Regions from separate parts of the Canis lupus genome. Here region 2 is linked to region 1. A link is a contact called in public Hi-C data. All regions are on one chromosome and are shown on one strand. Each heading gives the region's core, a stretch centred on a gene start, on an enhancer-like site or on the middle of the called end of the contact. The rest is flanking DNA. Distances are from core to core; before and after follow the strand shown.

Region 1 (7,662 bases), core at 3,773-6,272:
CTAGTGGGAGATCCATTCAGGAATTAGAGGAAAAATCAGTGTGTGTGTGTGTGGGGGGGGGGTTGGTTAATTAACCAGCCCAGGATGGATTGCTTTTGGCAAGCCATCTTTCAGGATATATGCATATGCAGTGTATATTTACGTGTAGAATAAACACAAGTTTTGTTACTGCTGTGTGGAGGTACCAGCTGTGTGGGAAATTTGTATTTAATTAGATTTTACTCAATTGTGTATTTCCCATAACTATCTTAATTCCCAGAAAAAAGTTATTAAAGTCAACGTATGAATGATGAAATAGTAATACATTGAAACAAGCATCCTAAGTCAGTGGCTGGGAGAAAGTGGTGCAGCGACATTAAGTATCCCTGGGGGCAGGGACTCTATAGCACCAGTGTGTGTTCGGATGGAGTCAGTAGTTAAATGGAAACTTGATTTTCAAGTTTAGAAGAAAAAAATCCTTTTCTATCTAGACTTAAGTCTGGGGGAAGCCTTTTAAATCTCAGAGGAAAAGCTAGATTGGCTCCATAAAAACCCAATTACATAAGACTTTAATATGTCAAAAGTGAAAGGTCATGGGAGCTGGGAAATAGACTTCCAACCAATATGATATGAAGTAAGGTGTTTATTAATATCTGTGATATATATATCATATATAGATATGATTTTATTTACTCATGAGGGACACAGGCAGAGAAGCAGGCTCCCTGTGGGGAGCCCGATGTGGGACTCCATCCCAGGAACCTGGGATCATGCCCTGAGCGGAAGGCAGGCACTCAACTACTGAGCTACCCAGGTGCCCCCCGAAATAATATATTTTAGTATGCTTCATCTGCGTTCCAGCTGCCTGCACTGTTTGAAATGGAGGTGATCTCACCTCCCTGGTGGGGTGTGCCACCAGCGGCATTCCTTCTGCCCCCAGGAGTTCAGGCTGTTGGCAAGCTGTTCATCACAGAGGTGGAAGGAGATTGCTGGGCGACACTAGGCAGAATGAGCTTTGTTTCTCAATGGCGAGTTTCTGGAAAAGGTGAAATGGAGAAGTGGGGAGAGAGAAACTGCTCCAGATTCAAAGGTACCCAAGGGTCTAGTAGCTTCTGAGTTTGTTAGGTTGGCTGGAAAGTGGAGGGCAGTGAGTTTAGAGAAGCTGCTAGAATCTGCAGTTCAGCGTAGCTTTACTGTTATTGTACAGAAATGCAACCAGGTAGGAAAACAGATTTTAAGGGCCCGAGTTCGTAAATGGGGGGTGGGGGTAGTGTTTGAGTGAGAAGCACAGCTGCTCAGGTGACGGGGAAAGTCTGGGATGGGAGACAAGTGAATCACTGCAGGATGCTCAGGAGGCCGGAAAGCAAGTAGATCTGTTACTGAAACCACGGGGTGCTTAGTTTTTTGTTTTTTAAGTGGAGAGGCTTTCTCACACTGGCTCAAAGACTGAATGGATATTTTTGGACAGGATGACAGTGCTGGGTTTGCGGCAGTGCTGGAGAGAGAGGAATCAGACAAAGACTAGCAGCCAGTTGGTGGGTTGTTTGGAAAGCTTCAGATTGAAAGAGGCAAGCAGGGGCACCTAGGTGGCTCAGTGGTTGAGCATCTGCTTTTGGCTCAGGTCATGATCCCAGGGTCCTGGGATCGAGTTCCACATCAAACTCCATGTGGAAAGCCTGCTTCTCTCTCTGCCTCTGTCTCTCATGAATAAATAAAATATTTTTTTTTTTAAAAAATGTGCAGTCATCAGCATTGCAAAGGGAAGGAGCAAGGAGCTCATCAGGTGCCAGGTGCTGTGCTTGGGCTTCAGCTACAAATAAAGTACCTTCACCGCCAATTGGTCCAGGTGATGCAAGTAGATTGCAGCATAAAGGGGTGAAGCACAGGGTGCCTGGGGGCCTTGAGGGGGTGGGTTGCCAGATGAGTGGTGCCTCTGGTCCCCAACAGCAGGCCTTGGCCTTTATCATAGCCCTGCTGTCTTCTCATGACTAATCTCCACTCCCCGCCCCCCATTACCCTTTTCACCACCACACACACACACTAGACATGATTCTGTTGTGGCATTCACTGGGTAAATACTTATTTTTCCTGTGAAGGTTTGAAAGTCCTGGAAAAAAAATGTAGTTGAGCAAATGACTTAAGTGGTCCAGCTGTGTTTGGGGTTCAGACAGGAGCTGTGTGCCCTGAGGGTCAAGAAATCACCAGTATTTTAGCAACAAAATCCAAGCTTTTGGGCTGCACTGAGAGGTCTGAGAACTGGGAAGTTGCCCCACAAATAACAGGAAGTTGTTGCAGGTTCATTTCCGTGCCAAGATGATACTTGGGTTGTAGAAGATAGAAGAGGCACCTCATGGTTAACAAACCTGCAGGACCACTTACAGCCACCCTCCATCAACTACAGCCCCTGAAACAGTAAAATGAATTACCACCCTGGCCAGTTTCTACTAGGGGCTGTGGATTAAAATGCCACAAAAGATGACAGGGTGGAGAATCCCATATAGGCATCTGGGCACCTGCCAGAAACTTCTCCTTGTAGAGAGAACAGAGCATTGAACAGCCTTGTAGCTGGTTCCTCTACCACCAGCCACCTGTTCCCTTTTTTGCTTCATGAGTGATGTGTTCTAGAACAGAATCTGTCGAGACCCCTGAGGGGGGCACAAGGTTCCCCTTGTCTCCAGAATGAAGTCCATGCTTTTCAGCCTCCTCTGGGGTAGCCCCCTGACTTGCCCCCTGGACTTGCTGCCTGCCTCCCACCCCACCTGATTCCCATCTCCTTTCTCATATCCCACAACAGACTCAGCTACTCCTGTTGGCTGTGGCTGCCTCTCACACTGCCACTGTTAACCACTACTGCCATCTCTGATGTGAACTGAGCTTCTGCAGTGGGGTTCTCCAGAGAGACAGGACCAATCGGATGTGTACATATATAAAGTCATTATAAGGAACTTGCTCATAGTTATGGTTGCTGACAAGTCCCAAGGTCTCCTTTCAGCAAGCTGGAGACCCAGGAGACCTGATGTTTCCATTTGAGTCCAAAGACAATGGGGAAAAAAAGGCTCAAGGATAGTCAAGGAGTTCCCTCTTAAACTCCCCCTTTTTGTTCTTTTTCTGGCCTTCACCTGATTGGGGTGAGGCCCACCCACACTGTGGAGGACAATCTGCTTTCCTTGGTCTAAGGATTAGAATGTTAGTATCTGGGAAACACCCTCATGGACACACTCAGAATATTTGCCCAAATAATCTAGGTACCCCATGGTCCAGTAAAATTGACATGAAATGGACTATCACAGCTTCCAAACCAACTTTCCTGCTCCCTACTTTTGTCTGTTCTCAACACAGTGGCCAGAGTAACCATTTAAGGTAGTAAGACAAGTGAGTAAACTGAGGCCCACAGGCCAAATCCACCCCACTGGAAGTTTGTGTAGAGTGCACAAGAATAGATTTTTTACATTTTTAAGTGGTTGGGGGGGGGGGGACTAAAAAAGAATGACAAGTAAAAAGTATATAAAATTCAAGTTTTAGCATAAAATTCTTGGAACATAGCCATTCCTGTTTAAGCAACATCGATGGCTGCTTTTTCTTTACACATTCAGAGTTGACTCTGTGACCACAGATTCGAAAATATGTACAATCTGGCCCATTAAGAAAAAGCTTGCAAACCCCGTATTTAGAGTCCAAACTCTCTATAGGATTTTCTTCCCACTCAGAATTAAATCTAACTTCCGCATGTTTGGCTGGGCCTGCTGTCTCCCTAACCTCCTCTCCTCATGTCCCCTTGTTTTCGGGGAGGCCTCCTACCTTTAATCTTTCCATGCACTGCTCTCTCCAGAACACCCATCGTCTGTGAGGCTCACCACTTTGCTCCTCCTCTCCTGCCATCTTTCCCATAGCACCTTGTTTCCACTAGATCTATCAACTTCATTTGAGATTTTTACTATTTCCCCTGAATTGAATGTAAACTGCACAGACAGAACTCATTTATTCACTGTTATCCCTAGAATCTGGCAGATTACATTTTAAAATATCTGCTAAAGAAATGAATGAAAATAGAGACATTTCGGAGAATGGGGACACTAATGGGATTGTCTGCATAGCAGTACCTTTGCTTCCAGAATATGACCTTCCCCTGGCTGGGCCAATGCTCCACTTCTCATGGTGCCAAATCTGAGTTTCCCTTTGCAGAGGCCAGAGACTTGGGGATTCTAGGGAGCAAGCGGGCAGAGCAGGTGTGCAGTGGTGGAGAAAAGGCTTCTGGGTCCCTTTAGTTCACTGAATCCATGCATAGGATCCAGCCACAGTTCTAACCTCAAATTCCATGAGATACCCCAGGAATCCCATTGCCACTTAAGCCAGTTTGAGACGAGTTTGCAACCAAGACTCCTTCCTCATGCCAGTATTCCTCCTTTATCAGAGCCCCTTGAGGTTTGAGTTCCAGAGTTCTCCATCACTGTATCACCAGGCCCAGTGCTCAGGGTAGCCATCAGAGGCATTGATTCCTTCAACTGCTAGTGTTGGAAAAATCACTGAGAATGGAGCACTTTTTTTTTTTTTAAGATTTTATTAATTTATTCATGAGAGACACAGAGGCAGAGACACAGGCAGAGGGAGAAGCAGGCTCCCTGCGGGGAGAGCCCGATGCAGGACTTAATCCCAGGACCATGCCCTGAGCCAAAGGCAGATAATCAACCACTGAGCCACCTGGATGCCCCCCCTGGAGCACACTTCTATATTTGATTACCCTCTGACCTTCCAGGTCTGGGACCAGCCCCTTCCTTTGAGCCCTGGGGAGCCCCTGTTCTGTTTACTCTAGAGGAGCAGCTTCACTCTGAGGGCCTTCATCCCAGAAGCTGCTTCTGGGGCTGCCCAGAGTGACAACCAGAATCCAGGACTCCCCAAGGTTCTGTTCCCATTTGAGAAGGGGAATTGCATCCCAGCTGTGGTGGGCCCCAAAGTGGCCATTTCCCCTTTCAATGGCTCAGACTGGCAGATCACAGCCTGTGAGCCCTCCCTTCAATCAAAGAGGATGTGTGTGTTGGGGAAGGGGGGAGGGCAGGCCCTTGGGTGTGACCCCGCCCCCACCACCTCCCTTTCATTAAAGCAGCTCTGTTCTCTATAGAAGGATCTTTGCTTTCGTTTGAACAAAGGATACCCATGGCGGCTACTTTTCCAATGCTGCCCCAGAGAAACTGGGCACAGCCATTTGGACGCTTGTTTGGTAGGGAAGCTATAGGCTTTGTGGTCTGGTCTGGTCAACCTGGACTCAAATCCACCTGGGCCCTTCCCTGAGCCTCACTTCCTTAGGAGGCAGAGTGGCCACCTTGGAAGGCAGACATGATTCTGGGGCACCCGGGTGGCTCAGTGGTTGAGTGTCTGCCTTTGGCTCAGGTTGTGATCCTGGGGTCCTGGGATTGAGTCCTACATCGGGCTCCCTGCAGGGAGCCTGCTTCTCCCTCTGCCTATGCCTCTGCTTCTCTCTGCATGTCTCTCATGGATAAATAAATTATAAAAATCTTAAAAAAAAAAATGGGCAGGCATGATTCTAGATGTAACGCCGTTTCCCCCACAGTTCTGCACCATTTTCAGGTAAATGGGCATCTGGCGGGGAGGGGCAAGGAGGGGCCACGGTGAGTTCGAGCAAATCACAAAGTGATGTTCAGATCTCAGCCATACCTAGCCTGTCAGACACAGTCCTTACCCATCCACGAAATCTCAGGATTCCACTGGTGTTTAATGTTTTTTCTCATGTTCCTCAATTGTTGAATGCATGGTTCGACCAGCTTACACCTGGGGTCGAAGCTAAGCTTCGCTGGCATCTGTGTCTCTGCAGTTTGAGTTTCATTGCAGCTGTACTGGTCACTGGTGTGAACAGCTCCCCACTCCACTCCCCACCAGAAACAACAGAGGAGTGAAATGCAACTGACAGGTGCCCCCATCCCCTCATCCCCGCTAAGCTGGTGTAAACATCATCACGTGGCAGCTACAAGGGTTTTCACCCATCGGCTAACATAAGCAAAACTGCATTTAGTGCACGGACAACCATTTAGGAGTGTCCAGGTATAAGGAGATAGTAGACTGCTTGGAGAGCAAGTCTTCTGTTGTCCAAGTGGGGGCCCAAGGAGCTTTAAAATGGGGCTGCTCCAGCAGTAATTGGTTAGTGAACTCCCTGGAGCACATGTTGGCCAAAAGGCCCATAAGTGACCCTTGGTTCCAAGGAGAGCCCCACCACTGGGGGTCCATATATAGAGAGAAACCTCACACTCAGTGGCTCATCCTGCTGGAGAGTGGTGGGGAGCATTGCATCCCCTTAGACCAATCATAACGGGCAGGGTCTGCCTGGAGAAGCAGTGATAATGTGCATATTTATTCAACAAACATCTATTGTGATTGCATTTAGGCTCAGTAAACAGAAAGCTTGGATTTAAACCCTGGCTCTCTCACTTAGATGTGTGACCTCAGGTGAGTTACTTAACCTCTCTGGACCTTGGACTTTTTCCATCCCAAAATAGGAATACTAATAATTCCTCATGAGGCAATTATTTGTGGCAAATTACCAGGGTGTTTAATTGTGACAAACAAATGTGTCAAGAGCCTAGGACAGTGCCTGCCATGAAGATGCACCTGATAAATGTTGGCCATTGTTGAGTCTTATATGCCAGGCACTATGCTTGGCCCAGGAGATGCAATGGTGGGTGAAACAGACACGGGTGTCTTCTGGAACTTCCAAGGAGAGAGGTAGGTATCAAGCACATTGGAGAGGGTCACAGTGTTCTAAGATCATGGATGGGGTCAGGGGTCAGGAAAGACTTTTCCTGATGAGATGGCATGTGAACTGGGTCTGAATTGTGAGTAGGAGTTACTCAGGTGATGAGCAGTAAGGAATGCTCCAGGCAGCCGGAGCTGTACGTGCAAAGGTCCTGTGTTAGGAGGAAACATGAGAGGAGCTAGAAGAAGGCACTGGAGCAGAGAACAAGGAGGCCTGGGAGTGAGATGAGGCTGGAGGGGAAGGGAGGTTAAGGCATTGGCCACCATGTCAGGGATTTGAGTCTTCTAAAAGCAATGGGGAGCCATTGAGTCCTGCATAGGGAGAGTGTTCCTGCACATGTTGCAAGGATCATATACATGGAGGGCTGGGGGCCGGAGACCCACAGTGGGTTTTTGCGACTGGGCTCTGCTACATCTGCAGCTCTATCTACTCTTAGACTTTTACTGGTTCCTTGCATTATTTTGCACTAAGCCTTCATGCCTCCATTTTCCAGATGAGACAATCTCAGAGAGGTCAAGTGAATTCCCTAAACACAGCAGGCCTGAGGCAAGGATCCAATTCTCCTCATTCTCAGACCTGTATTTTTCTACCTGGCTACGTTCAGTGGCCTTGGATGGTGGCATTTGCCCTGGCCACTGATCTATAGGCGCCCAGAGGCAAGGACAGAGTGTGTCTTGTGTGCGGCTCATCCTAGTGCCTGGCGCTCAGGGCTCAGTACACGTGCCGTTCACTGAGAAAGCCAGTGGCATAGTCTTAAGGGGACCCATGTTTCATTCTGCCCATTCGCGGGGACCTGGTGGGTCGCTTCTTATTGCAATTTGGTTCTCCTTACTGCCAGTGTCTCTCGTTTTCTAGGTCAGGGGCCAGTAAACTTTAGCCGGTAAGTCAAATCTGACCCACTGCCTATTTTTTGCAATGAA
Region 2 (7,662 bases), core at 1,573-4,072, 65 kb after region 1:
TCAAAGCCGAAGTAGGAGAAATTAAAAAAAAAACTTAGAATATTTTATAAACAAAAACAAAAACCTGCCGCCCCCCCATAACTAGACCCTCCCTTAACTCAGAGGCAGGTTTGTTGAGAATATGATTTAATTCTGTCCATCTACAAGCAACCTTACCGTCTTGCCTTTTACCCATTCAGTGGCTAAAGAGCTGGAGGCAATTGCAGACCCACAGCCAAATGTTTTAAACCTGGCATCCACAATCTTCCCCTTTTCATCCACTTGAATCTAGAAAAAAGACAGGTGTTAAGCAGTGGTTCCTGATGCCACCTCATAGATCCTGCATTTACGGGGGTTCACTGGGGGCTCTCCTCAAGGGCTTTGGTCTTGCTTTCCACACCTTAAGTTTTGACATTAATTACTGAATTTGCTTTGTCAAAAGGGCTCAGTGATGAAGAATCAAATGTAGGAACGATCACCAAAATGATACAGGCCTAATCTGGTAAAGATAAGACAAAAAATATGCCCCTACCCATTTTTTTGTTTTGCAACCCTAGTCTGCTTTTTGGCTATGAAGTTCTGCTCCTGGCTACTCATTCCGTCTGCATCTTTACACACTGGGGGGAGTCTGCAATAACCGTCTCTGGTGAGTGCTTTATAGTCTGGCATGAAATGACATCTAGTGGTTCCCTCCTGCCTTCTGTTTTCCAAGGCAGGCATGAAGACCTCCAGCAAGCTGTCCCCTCACCATGATGAAGATGTGGACAAAGGTACAGGTTTACTCAAAGTGCCAGTTACTATCTTTGTGTTGTTTCCACTTTGGGGGGGGGAGCTTGATATGTGGTATTTCCTGTCTCACTGGGGACTGCTAACTGAATGGTTGTGGTTTTCCTTTCACCAGTAAAATTCACAAAACTTTCTTCTTAGCTGGAGTTGGAATTTAAACTGATAGAGTAGAAAAGTGACACCTAAAGGGTCAGCACAGTGTGCGGGAAAGGAGAACTAAGATTTAGTCCCTACCCTAATAATCAATAACATTGACCCATCCCACCATCTCACAGGAATCCAGACAGAGACCAAATGGAGAGCTGTGCTTGCAAATGCTTTGTCAACAGCGAAGCACTGTGTGAGCAAAGGGATTGCTGTCATTACCACTAAGGATGAAAACCAGCGGTACCTGCAATTTCATTACGTCACCACATGCTGGAGCCCCCACCAATCCAGTTCCAACATTTTTTGATGTCTTGTCAAGGGACCCCACGTTTCTAGGATTTTCATAATGATCAACAACCTGCAACGAGAAGGTTAAGAGAAATGCACCATCCCTCTTTTTTTTGTTACGGGTCTCCCCAACTCGATGTTAAGTCAGCAGGCTGAACCTGTCAGGCTGTCCCTAAATAGCAAATGTCACCTGGGGAGGAAGGCTTACGCTCCTGTCAATGAGACTTTATGAACCAATCTTTTTCGTACCTCTTCTCCAGTTACCTTCAGAGATAAGGAGTTCCTGGAGAAAAAAATCGGCAAAAATCATGCCTTAACTCCATAGGGTTTTTAGTCACAAATAATTACCTGATCTTCACCGCCTAAGTCACCAGATTTGGGATCCAAAAAATAAGTACGGTCCAGCAATCAAAGGGCTTCCCAGAAGCCTCGAGGAGAACGTCACACGAGGAGCAGTGCTACGGAAGGTGTCTATTTGTTAGGCTACAACGAGACCCGTCCTCCCGCCAGCTTCAGGGCCGGGCCATCCGTCGGGGGGAGCAGCGCGCCCTGCAGGCTGCGAGGCTCGCAGCGCCCGGGCGTGGAGCGCGTGTACCGTCAACAGAACACACCCCCCGGTAGGGGAGGGGCGGGGTCCCGCCGAAGCCGCGACCGGCACAGCTGACCCGCACGGCACGCAAAGGCTTTAAGGGAGCCTCGGAGCTTGTGTCCCAGCGGCCCTAAGTGACCCCATCTTCCCGTCTCTTTTCCCATCTGACCACGGATTTCGACTCCAAGCGCGAGGACCTGTAGGACAGGACCCCGTCCGGACTGTCGGCCTCACGCGGATTCACCGCGTTCCTTAGTCGTTTCCCGAGCGGGGACGTTTCAGGTCTAGGGGACTCGACGGCCTCGGAAGGCCAGGGCTGCGAACTACGCACCTACCTCCACTCCCCGACGCCCCCCGCCAGAAAAAAATAAAAAAAAAAAAGAATTTAGAACCTTATGCCTGCTGATTATGCATCCTACGAACTCCTCCACCAGTAACTGCACCCTAAGTGATTTCCACCGGGCGGGCTCCCGTTGAGGGGGCTGCTGCCTGAGTCCCCATTTTACCGACGGGGAAAACAGGCCCGACGCAGGGCACGGACTTGCCCGAGGCCATCCGGGTAGCGGCGGCCCCCGCTGAAGCCGCAGCCCGCGCCGGGGGGCGTCGGTGGCGGGTCCCAGAGGGTCGCCCTCCCCGGGGCGCCGCCCGCCGGCCGCGGCGCGGGCAGTCACGGCGCAGCGAGGGAAGCCTCGTCCGGTCCGAGTCTCGCGAGAGGGAGGCCCGTAGCCCGGCCGCAGGAGGAGGCCCCCGCGGCCGCGCCTCCTCAGGCCGGGCCTCCGCGGAGCGCCGGCGTCCCCGGGCCCCCTCGGCGGTCCTCGCCCTCCCGCCCCACTGCCATCGCGGGCCTCGCGCATCCCGTCAGCCGTCCCTACCTTCTTGTGGTAGAGCCGGGCGGGAGCCGACAGTTCCCGGGCAGGCAGGCGCGGGCTCCGGAGCAGCAAGGCCGACGCCGCCCGCCTCAGACGGCCAGCCCCAGCCGCCGCCATCTTCCGGGCTTGCGCCTGCGCAGGCCGAGTGCGAGGCGGAGGGGGGGAGCGCGCCCGCGAGTCGGCTCCGGCTTGGAGCGCGCGCCCGTTACGTCACCGCGACTTCGCGCCTGCGTCCTCGCGCTCGGTGCACGTGTCCGCCTCTGGCCGCGTCTGGACCACGCCCCCGGGGTGGGCGGGACGCCGAACTAAAAGCCTGAAGCTGGAGGGCTCGCGAGTGCGGCGTTGTCGACCCGGCGTGGGGCGGCGGTGTCCGCCGGCGGGCGTGGGGGCCCAGGTCTGTGTTCGCGGAGCCCTGTCGCCAGCGTCCGGCGCGGCGGATCAGCCAGTCTACTTTGAACCTCATGTGCAGCTTGGGAAGTTGAGGGTCAGACCGGTTTAGTAACTTGTCCAAGGTTGCCCAGACAGACTCCGTTGGGATTCAAAGAAGGGCAATCCTGGGTTAAAAATCCTGATTCTGCACCTTCTCCACTGCGTGGCCCTAGGCTTATGACATCATCTCTTCAAGCTTCGATCCCCGCTTTTGTACTAATTCAAGGACAATTCATGCATTGAGCAAGTACGACTTGAGTACCTACCTACCGTGTGTCAAGGCGCTGTACTAGGCTTCGGGCATGCAAGAAAAAGAAAAACACATGAGTTCCCGACATAATGAACCTCACTAACGAGGGAGAAATGCAACGAGCAAACAGTATTTTCCTACCTCAAAAATGGAGCTTAATTGAGGAAACGAACACGCCATACCCTGATTGTATATGTATATGCCTGCATCTATTTCTCTTCTCATAAGGCAGCAAACTGACCTACTTAGGTGACAATGCCTGGAAATGAAGGGTTTCCAAAGAAACGCTTAGTCATGAAATTTATTAATACCGGTTTGCAGAATAGGATCCTATAAGACCAGAAACCTCACACGTGTATTTAATGCTTACTTAGGCACCAGGTATTACGTAAAGGGGAGGAATCTCTTTGGGAAACGGGTTTTCTCGTGAGGGGTGTGATCGATCCTTCCCTGAAGACTTGGAGGCTTTTTTCCTCGTTTGAGGCTCAGATGCTGGGGACGCTGAACCAAGCTCCGGGTCGGGTTAGGCGGGAAGACGGGCGTTTATGCCAAGATTCCTTTTGACCTTCTCAAGATGGCGCCAAACCGTTGACTTCAATCATCGCCCCGCGACTTCCTCTACGGCCCCCACTTCCGGTGCAAAGACCCAACTTCTGCCCGAAGTTGCAACGGAACACATGCCGTGTTGGGGAGCTTTTTCTCTGCGAGCACCTTTACACCCATGTGAAAGCAACACGAAATTCCATGCATTCCGAGGTTTTCCCGTCACTCGAGGTTCACGGTTTCCCTTTCGGTGGCCGGGAGAGCGGAATTTTGGTCAGGCGCCCGCCGCGGGCAGCCTCTACTTCAGCGGGTCTTCGGCGGCCGCGAGAAGACCCGGGAGTCACTGGAAGCGCAAGATGGCGACGGCGGCCGCAGCTTCGGCTTCCGAAGCGGAGCCTGAGCCGAAGGCCGGGCCCACGGCGGAGGGCGAGGAGGACGGCGTTAAGACGGCTAGGACGAGGAGGAAGGTTTTACCGCGGGCCGTGGCCGCTGCGGCATACAAGGCCGTGGGGCCGGGGTGGGACCAGCAGGAGGAGGGCGTGAGTGAGAGCGATGGGGACGAGGAGTACGCCATGGCTTCCTCGGCGGAGAGCTCCCCCGGGGAGTACGAATGGGAGTACGACGAGGAGGAGGAGAAGAACCAGCTGGAGATCGAGCGGCTGGAGGAGCAGGTGCGTCCGGGGCCGGGCGGCGGCCGGCTCCTTCCCTCCGGTTCCCAGGCCCCCGCCCTACCCCTCGGTCGGTCCCCGGCGGGAGTAAAGCCGCTCTTAATCACCGCGGCTCCCGTCCTTTGAGCCCTTAGTGCTTGCCGCGTGCCCTGCAAGCATTGTCTCGCTGAGCCCGGGGGAGGAAGTGGAGTATGCCCCTTCTCGCGGGAGGAGGTTGAGGCTCGCCGTGGAGGGAGGTCTCTGGCCGAAGAGGCGGGCCGGGCCTTGACCTTTGAGGCGACTCCAGAGCTGCCGCTCGTCTCCGCGCCGTCGAGCCGTGGTCAGCAGCCGCAGTGAAGTTGTATTCGTGAGGGCGTGGCTTGTTCCGTTTCTTTTCTGTAGCAGTGCCCACGACGATGACCACGATAACGGAAATGGGACGGGAGGGATTTCAGCTTCTGGGGGCTAAGGTCCCGGTCGTAGCTCTTCTGTGCTCGTGTGAGTGCAGGCACATTTCTTAAGTTCTCTGAGCCTCCGCTTTCCCCTGTGGTCTCCTTGGGGAAATCAAGGCCCGGAGAGGAGGGAAGCCCTGCCTGGAGACCCCAGTAACGGGGGGCAGAACCGGGCGGGCCTCAAACCTGGGTCTGCCGGCCCTGGGCATGCCCGCTCCCCCCGTCAATGGGGAGCATTTCTCCATCATGTGGTTGTCCTAACAGCAATGAATAGCCCAGTGCCCGGCACCTTGGTGACATGGTGTCTGATTGGTAACTCCTGTCTAATCCGAGGTCCCAGCAGGAAATAGGCGATACATTAAGATTAGGGTAGTTCGAGAGAAGGTTAATATAGGGACTGTTGTGTGTATTAGAGTGTGGGCAGACAAATCAGGAGTGGAGGTGCAGTACCTCAGGGCTAGTGACAGCAGGACTTTGTGTCCACCTTTCGACCTGAAGAGTTTAGGGGAGAAAACTGACCAGTTTTCCGAATAAGTTGTATGGAGAGGGCACCTGAGAGCAGGTGAGACCTTTAGTCAGGGAAGTCCCAGCTTCTCATCGGGGTTTGGGGTTGGGGAAAGGAATGCCGTGACCTCTCTTCCTCTCCCAACATCTGTTGGTGCCTTTTGCTGGGCAAACCCTGCTGGAGGCAAGAGAGCCGAGGCGCCACGGATGTGGTTCACACAGGAGGGCACAGGACAGGGAAGAGGGTGGGGAGTAGAATCGGAAGGGCAAACAAATCAAGCGCATTCTCGTCTCAGCAATGAGGAAACAGGCTCGGAATGGATGATGAAATTATTTGCTCAGTCACAAGGGGAATTGAATTGGTCGGGGTTTTCTGTGGACCAAGAGCCACACTGATATGAAATCACTTAGTGATGTGAAGTTGTTAACCTATGTTTCTCATTTAACCTTGCTGGGTATGAGATTCCATATAATGTCCTTTTTGGCAGTGATACTTGTGGTGTGAAATAGTGATGATATCTATTTTCTTTTTAAAGATTTTATTTATTCATGAGAGACACACACAGAGAGAGGCAGAGACAAAGGCAGAGGGGAAGCAGGCTCCCCCACCAGGAGCCCAGTGCAGGACACCATCTAGGGACGGCGCAGCGGGATCACACCCTGAGCCAAAGGCAGGCACAGGTGTCCCCGATGATGATATCTATTGGCAGCACTTGTTTTATTTGTCATTATATTCGAATGTCAAAGGAACCCAGTTGGGGTAGGCAAGTGGTTACCTTTTCTACTTTTTATAAATAAGTACACCCGTGTTTGTTCAGTCTTTTATTCATTCAGAAAATGCAGTAATATAGGGTGCCAGGCTATGTCCCTGTCCTGATGAAAATTTGTGTCTCTGACTTCTAGCCTTGGGCTTTGCCACAAGCCATTAGCTCACTCTTCTGTGAGGCAGGGGAAATAGGATTAGCTGTTTGAGCGGAAGCGGAGGCTTGGAAGCAGAAAGATTAAGTCCTTGATGAGGATAACCAGCTAGCGAGAAAGGAGGATGAGTCAAAGCAGAGGGCTCCTGGCTCCTGGTGTCCTGCAGTCACCTGCCCTATCTCAGGCCACAGAACGTGGAATGGAGCCCAGACGGGGACCACACAGGATGAGATCTGCCAAGTGATGTGAATTGAAGAGCTTCTGGCTCTATCAAGCTCTTTGTCACGATGGGGTCTAGAGATTGATTTTTCCAGCTTTTCCAAACCTCCCTCACCCCTCATCCTGATCCCAGAGCCTATAGTTCCTGCTGTAACGGCTCTTATGGGGAAGCATAATGATGAAGAACTTCTAGACAGGCCTGCGAAAAACTCAACCTTGTCATATTTTGTGAATTCCAGTCCACATCCCTGAATGTATTTTGTGAAAGCTTGAAGTTAGTTGTGGTATCTGTCCATGTAACAAAAGCGAAGGTTTCCTGTTAGCTGTGTTTGTGTCCTGAAACTAAAAATGGCGCCTCATGGTCCCTTATTCCAGCTCTCTGAGTCTGTGATGTCCTAGATGGTTAAGACAAGGGTTGGGACAGTGCCTCCCTCACTGGACTGTTGGGGGGAGCTTCAGTGAACCGCCACTTAGGAAGCTCCTGGCAAATTTGACACAGTAGGTGCTGTGCCAAGACCTGCTCTGTTCTTTCCCTGCCCTTCCCATGATGGCAGTGGTTGTTCTATCTTTTGGACCGGGCCTTTGGTTATTTCTCTACCAATATTCCAGGCCCGGGTTGTGCTGTCAGGGGGTCAGGAAATCAACACATCATTTTATGCATTGGCCAAGCCATTCTTTCTTTAAAGATTTTACTTATTCATTCATGAGAGACACAGAGAGGGAGAGACATAGGCAGAGGAAGAAGCAGTCTCCCTGCAGGGAGCCTGATGCGGGAAGCAATCCCAGGACCCTGGGATCAAGGCTTGAGCCAAAGGCAGATAGATGCTCAACCACTGAGCCACCCAGGTACCCCTCCTTCTTTCTTTAAATAATCCTTTTTTAATGATGTTCTGGGACCAGAATAGACTAGTATGTGTGCTTATTTGTTGGTACTAAGCGAACTCTGTGGAAATGTCTTTTAAATGCATCTTCATATGCATTTAATAAGATACTTTCAGAACGCCTCTTCGTATATAGTGTCTTTATTATTTGGGCCTAAAAA

What was found. Hi-C and Micro-C count contacts between places; a contact is called where the count stands out from the background.
Region 2: a Hi-C map of blood shows a contact between it and region 1, with 2.9 times the contacts expected there. The contact joins the promoter of ISCU here to the enhancer-like site in region 1. A contact is called at or near these places in 2 of 9 Hi-C or Micro-C datasets (blood and skin fibroblasts).

Annotation. Positions count from the first base shown.
Region 1 is chr26:18,593,344-18,601,005 of UU_Cfam_GSD_1.0, forward strand. No RefSeq gene overlaps it. Among named protein-coding and RNA genes, the nearest start is that of SELPLG, 15 kb to the right of the region's middle. Within about 2 kb of position 5,023, at least 1 of the 20 cell types and tissues checked has an H3K27ac peak or open chromatin away from gene starts, as enhancers often do. A contact at or near this core is called in blood, where this site is marked.
Region 2 is chr26:18,660,578-18,668,239 of UU_Cfam_GSD_1.0, forward strand. It overlaps ISCU (iron-sulfur cluster assembly enzyme ISCU, mitochondrial), which reads right to left and starts at 2,823. Exons shown (of 5, transcript XM_038575445.1): 1 at 2,662-2,823; 2 at 1,157-1,270; 3 at 157-267. The coding sequence starts at 2,775. SART3 (squamous cell carcinoma antigen recognized by T-cells 3) reads left to right here and starts at 3,155. Exons shown (of 19, transcript XM_038575435.1): 1 at 3,155-4,551. The coding sequence starts at 3,883.